Linked DNA regions of Macaca mulatta: region 2 is linked to region 1. A link is a contact called in public Hi-C data. All regions are on one chromosome and are shown on one strand. Each heading gives the region's core, a stretch centred on a gene start, on an enhancer-like site or on the middle of the called end of the contact. The rest is flanking DNA. Distances are from core to core; before and after follow the strand shown.

Region 1 (3,296 bases), core at 585-3,084:
ACAAATATCCAAGTGTTAAACTGCTAGCTAGTTCATATTCTTGTCTATCACGCTACATGTCTATAGGGTACTAAAGAAGGAAAAGATTTGTCTTGTAAAAGACAGCTGACAGAAATACTTGAAACAACAAAAAAAGATAACCATCAGTTTCAGCTGCTCCCTACAGCAACGCAGAAAGCCTTTCTCAAATTACATTCCACTTTCAGGAAGTATATCCAAACAAAGGTATACTTTGTCCAGCAGTGAAAAAAAGTAATCATATTTCTCACCCAATCCTACCAAAACCAACAATTACGAAAAACACATTATTTAAGACATTGAATATTCTCTCAGGACTATTTCACTTATATTTCTCAACCCATTAAACAATGTGCCTGTGACACAGAAGACAAAAAAAAACTTTTTCTTACATCCAAGATGCAAATTTAAAAAAATCCTAACAGAAATATAATATAAACTAGAACATGGCAAGCATTTATACAAAATGCTCATCTTACTCAGACTTACTCGCCTTTTCAGACTTAAAGTCGGTGTACACTGTCTATATTCAAACTCATGATTTAACTAACATTCAAATCCTAGGCCCAAGTGCCTCTGATAGTAAGTATTCCAAAGATGGGTCCCCACTCTGGGTACCTTATTATTACTATCGTGACAAATACTACTATTGACAGACAACGTTTTGGAGTTTTTCTTACGTTTTTATGAACTTCAACTGACAAATAATGCTTTCCAGTTTGTAACTAGTTCATATTCCCGAATTTTGAGAAAATCACTCAACTTAGTAAACAACGCTAAGAAGCCACACTTTAAACTGTCATTTTACGACAACCTTAAAAGGATACACCAACACCCCTCCAAGTAATTTCAGCCTCCTCCTCAAAGCTGGGATCCGCATACTTGATTGTAGAAAGCTTGGACGAAGCAACCTGGGCAGCTTTAACCCTTCCAGGGAAGGCCTCACTCTGGGGGAACAGCCAGGTACCAGGAGGTACAGGTCGTCCCCTCTCCCAGGTGGAGGGGGCCCTAGGGGAAGCTCGATACTCGCCTGACTTTTCCACCAGCTCCCGGACATCCTTCTTCTCAGGCAGCCCTGAGTAGCCCAACCCTCGGCACTCCAAAATGGTCTTCAGCTTCTTGAAGCTCAGCGCCACTGGATCCACCAGCTGGGTGGCAAAGATGCCAGTTTCATACCACACAATGGCTTCAAAAAACCTGGCCAGGACGAACAGGACCAGGAAATAGAGGAGCAAGAAAAAAAGCTTCAGCCACATCTTCCCTGGCGTCTTCTCTCTTTCCAGAGAGCTCGGAATACGGGAGAGAGAAGGGTCGAGGGCGGAGGCAGCGGCTCGGTGGCAGCTTGGGCGAGGGCCCCGTGTCCACGCGCGGGCCACCCGGCGCCGTCACTGGCCGGCCATCCGCGACGGGGAGGCAGGTGACGGGATCTGCGCGGGCGTGAGGTGGCGACGAGGGACGCAGAGGCGCAGAGCCTCGCGCCGGGCCTCCCAGTCAAGAGGCGACAAAAATAAATGGGAAAAACTCACAACCGCCATCCATTAAGCACCGAGAGGCGAGGGGCGCGGGGAGAGCTCACGGGAAGAAAACGAGGGACGCTTCCCTCTGCGGGGGACACTGACCCAGGTGGCGGGGTCGGCCCTCCGGCGCCGCGATCTCAAGGGGGAGGGGGAGAGACCAAAAAATAACTCAGATTCGCCAGGAGCCGGAGATCCGGGCGGCAGGCCCGGGCCCGAGGGGCCGTGGGGGCCGGACTCCCGCGGCCGCGGGTCAGGAGGGCGCGGCGCTCGGCCGGGCCAGGCCTGGGGCCCAGCGTGTCCTGCGCGGGGAGGAGCGACCGCCGCAGCGCCGCGCCCGAAGCCCAGGCCCCAGGCCCCGCCGACCGCCCAGGATCCGCGAGAAGCACGGCGGGCACGGCGGCGGCTCCACGTTAGCTCGGGCCGGCTGGCGGGCGGCGCCTCTCAGGCAGGCGGGCACCGCGGCCCGGCCCAGGATGGGGCGTCGCGGTCCCTGCAGAGGGAATCGGTCTCGGTGGGAAAAAACCAATAACAGGCCCTGAGACTGCTCCTCCAGGCGGCTACCCGGCTGCCTCCCGGCCACTCAGCGCCTGCCCCGCTCGGATGGGCGGCGCCGGTCGCGGCACGGGTCCCCAGCACCCCCGCCACCTCCGGAGGCCGCGGCCGTAGCCTCCACAGCCGTAGATCAGGGACGGCCGCGGCCGGAGCTGAGACACAACAACTGACGTCGGGACGAGGCGGGGCTGGGGCGGGGCCTGCAGGGCAGGCCCGCAGGGGCGGAGGGCGGGGAATTCGGGGAGCCGCGGGGCTCCTGGACAACCGAGCAGAGAGTGGGAGGAGAGGCGGAGCCCCAGCCTGGTCGGGGCCTTCCCGCGGTGCCGAAAGTTGCCTGTCCGTGCTTTTGTTGCGTGGTCTCCTCTTTTGCCCCGCCAATGTTTAGCAATTGATTTCGTCTGAGTATTAGTCTTTGGACTGTATCACTTTGTGTATTTTCTGTAAAAATAGAGCAGTTAATTATTCTCTTAAAATCGATAAAAATAGAAATATACGTTTTTTGATGAATCCTGGTGAACAGCGAAATTTTTGGCACAGTTGGTTTGAGATGGTAGAAGGTTAAACCCAGAAAGCAAATGTTTTGCCCCCTCTTCATGAGAATATGGCTTTGCACATGTGTGTTGGAGGAGGTTTGGCCAAAACTGGAGTTAGCGTTATCCTAGGCCCAGTTGTCGCTGCCAGTTATAGCCTTTTCCCTCCTTCAGTCTCAGGGGTGTTAAAAGCCTGGTGTGAACTCCCTGAGTTCCTAGGACAAAGGTTGTTGAATGTTGATACGTCCAGGTGCAAAGTTCTGGGTGCTTTATTTTGTACATGGGCCGGGCGCGGTGGCTTACTCCTGTAATCCCAGCACTTTTGGAGGCCGAGGCGGGCAGATCACGAGGTCAGGAGTTCGAGATGATCCTGGCTAACACGGTGAAACCCCGTCTCTACTAAAAATACAAAAAAAAAAAAAAAAAAAAAAAAAAAAAAAAAATTAGCCGGGCGTGGTGGCGGACGCCTGTAGTCCCAGCTACTCGGGAGGCTGAGGCAGCAGAATGGCGTGAACCCGGGAGGCGGAGCTTGCAGTGAGCCGAGATCCTACCACTGCACCACATCCAGCCTGGGTAACAAAGCAAGACTCCATTTCAGAAATAAATAAATAAATAAAATAAAAATAAATAGTCACATGGACAAGCATGCGATACCCGATTCTGTGCTTATAAATTTAAC
Region 2 (2,987 bases), core at 207-2,706, 58 kb before region 1:
AAAACTGAGTAAGTTTCCTGACGAAAATGAGTGCCTACTATTCTAGGGCCTTTGATTAACAACAACAACAAAAAATTTACATTAACGCACATTATGTGCCAGGAATTGCAAGATGCATAAGATTGGTTTTTAAAATGTGCCTGCTAGAGCTGAACAGGTAAGATCATTTATTAAAGGATTTCAGGATTTTTTTTTCCATTATGGACAAACCTAGGTGTGGTAGAGCAGTGCTTCTTAAAGCACTGATGTGCACACCCATCTTAGGGAGCCTGTCAGAATTCAAAATCTGACTCAGTGGGTCTGGAGTCAGTGGGTCTGGAGATTTAACAAGCTCCCAGGTGATGTTGATGCTGCTGGTTGGCACCTGAGTAGCAAGGCTGTGCCGTATTTAAAGAATTAGCCCTAACTACGAATATGAAAACTTTACATCCCTGAATCTTCAATTACTCTGAGATGACACTACTATTATTTTGGCTTGACAGACGAGAAGACTAAGGCACTGAGAAGTGAACTTTCCAGAGATCACAGAGGTGAGATGTGGAAAGGCAGGATTCAAACTTAGGTTGACTGACTGCAGGGAACTTTCAACTGCTTGCCTCCCAATATTATCTCAATTAATAGGTAATGAGAATTCGAAGCTGGGTCCGGAGCTATCTTCTGCAACATCCTTCTGGGTCGAGTCCCTGCCCTGCTATAATATGTAACAAGGGTCAACACAAGGTTGTAGGGCTGGGGAAAGAGGAAACAGTCTCCTTTTCAACACAACGGGGAGGACCGAGAACAGGCGGCAGGTGCCACGCTCCTCCGGCAGACGCGACCCGGCCAGCTCCAAACAACGCTCCGGGCAAGGGAAGGTTCTCCGGCGGGTCCGCAGACGGGCGTGAGGGGTGGGGCCTACGCAGGGAAAAGGTTCCGGGCGGGTCGTACCAACGCGCGCAGGGGGAAGGGGTTTCCAAGGCCAGGACGGTGTCGCTGCCTACGCGCTCGGTGGCGAGGTGAAGAAACTCTTCATCCACCCCTCGGCTACCTGGTAGAGAGTGGCACCAGGAGCTCTCGCTCCCCAAAGCCAACTCCTAAAGACTCTTCCTCCGGGCCCCCCAGTCGAGTGGGAGGCCCCGGAAATGGGGGCCGGTCGGTATCGGGCAGGCGGTGGGGAGAAGAGTGTCCTGTCAATTACCAACTCCAGTTCGCCCCACACAGATCCACCCGCTTATCTGCCGCCGCCGTAGCCCTTACCAGTTCTTTGGGCGGCTTCTCCTGAGTTTTTCCAAACAGCCCCATGACGAACTGAACCCGTCTTGCCCCTTCCGGCTTTCCGTTCCCCGCGCCCAGGCAGGTCACGGGCAGCCGCCGGGGCGGGGCCCACGGAGAGGGAGGTAGTGCCGACGCCCAGAGTAGGGAGCGGCCGCAGTAGAGGATGGTGCGCATGCGCGGTACGCATGCGCAGAATTGAGTGAGTGGGATACTAGTCAACAAGGCTGACGTCATTGCGCATGTTCTGGGCGTGTCTGTGTAGGGGAGACCACGGATTCGGTGTTTTTCGTGGGGTGTAGAAATGATTGCTCTGAAAGATACGAATGTGTTGACTATAACTGCTTCTGATACTTCACCTAAACCTAGATGTTGCACCAGAAGTCTGGATCTCCACGCAGACGTGTACACTTACCATCACTTTCCCGACAGCTTCGTCTTTGTGTCCAGTAGGCGACTCACAGGTGACAAACCAAAAATGGCCTCTTTTTCCTCCCGCCAACCCACTCCTCCCGTCTGCTTGCACCACCATCACCTGGTCGCTAAACCCTAGGCGTCCTCCTCTCTCCCCTCCTACCAACTCCCAACCATTCTAACTTCAGCCCTCTCCTTTCCATCCCAACTGCGGTAGTTTTTGTTCAGGCCATCGCCCTTTACAGCGTGGGCGATTCCTGCCTAGCATTTGTCCATGTGTGTGCCGTCCTACACGCCACACCGACCGTGAGCCTAATCACACTCTCAAAGGAGTCTGACTAAAGAGAACTAGACACATTTTAGCACGGACAGTCCCTGATTAGGCCTATACGGTGAGCTGATGGTTACTGTCATTACCTCATCGAAGATGGTGAAGGGACCATTTGTTACCTCAGCCCCATACTCCTGTCTCTGGTGGAATCATAAAATGGGTTCGGCAGCTTTGAAAACATTTTGGCAATTTCTTAAAATGCTAAACAAAGCCAGCCTTCCATTCCTAGCTATTTACCCAAGAGGGAAAAAAGCATACGTTCTTACAAAGACTTGTACACAAATGCTCATAGCAGCTCTATTTGTAATAGCCGTAAACTGGAAACAATCCAAATGTCTATCAACAAGAGAATGGATAAACCAGTTGTGATTGATCCATACGGAGGAATAGTACTGAGCAATAAAAAAGAGTAAACTGTTTATAAATGCAACAGCATGGATGAATCTCAAAATAATTCTGCCAACCGAAAGAAGCCAGAATCGTGTGATTCCATTTATATAACATTCTGGAAAATGCAAACTAATACGTAGTGACAGAAAGTACATTGGCGGTTGCTAGCGGATAGGAGTGGGGTCGGAAAGGAGCAGAAAAGAGGGGTTACAAAGAGACACGAAGTTTAGGGGGATGATGGATAATATCTTGATTGTGATGATGGTTTCGCAGATGTATACAATATCAAAACTTAACAGGTTGGACACTAAGTATGTGCAATTTATTTTATGTCCATCATACTTCAATAAAGTTCTCTTTAAAAAAGCACTACCTGTTCATTGTGAAAAGTTAAACCCGCATTCTCACTTCCTCAGGGGAAAAGGTCTCAAAGGATTCACACCAACTATTAAATATAGTGTGAATCTTCTGAAACCTTTTCCTTTGGAAAATATACTTTTATTTTTATTTATGTATTTGTTTTTGAGACAGGGTCTCACTTTGTCACCCAGGCCAGAGTGCAGTGGCAGGATCTTGCCTCACTGAAGCCTCCACTTCCCAG

What was found. Hi-C and Micro-C count contacts between places; a contact is called where the count stands out from the background.
Region 2: a Hi-C map of cortical neurons shows a contact between it and region 1, with 2.7 times the contacts expected there. The contact joins the promoter of CHMP3 here to the promoter of RNF103 in region 1. A contact is called at or near these places in 5 of 14 Hi-C or Micro-C datasets (CD4 T cells, blood, cortical neurons and 2 more).

The regions. Positions count from the first base shown.
Region 1 is chr13:37,767,408-37,770,703 of T2T-MMU8v2.0, reverse strand. It overlaps RNF103 (ring finger protein 103), which reads right to left and starts at 1,834. Exons shown (of 4, transcript NM_001266577.1): 1 at 1,049-1,834. The coding sequence starts at 1,274.
Region 2 is chr13:37,825,561-37,828,547 of T2T-MMU8v2.0, reverse strand. It overlaps CHMP3 (charged multivesicular body protein 3), which reads right to left and starts at 1,456. Exons shown (of 4, transcript XM_077959079.1): 1 at 1,237-1,456. The coding sequence starts at 1,441.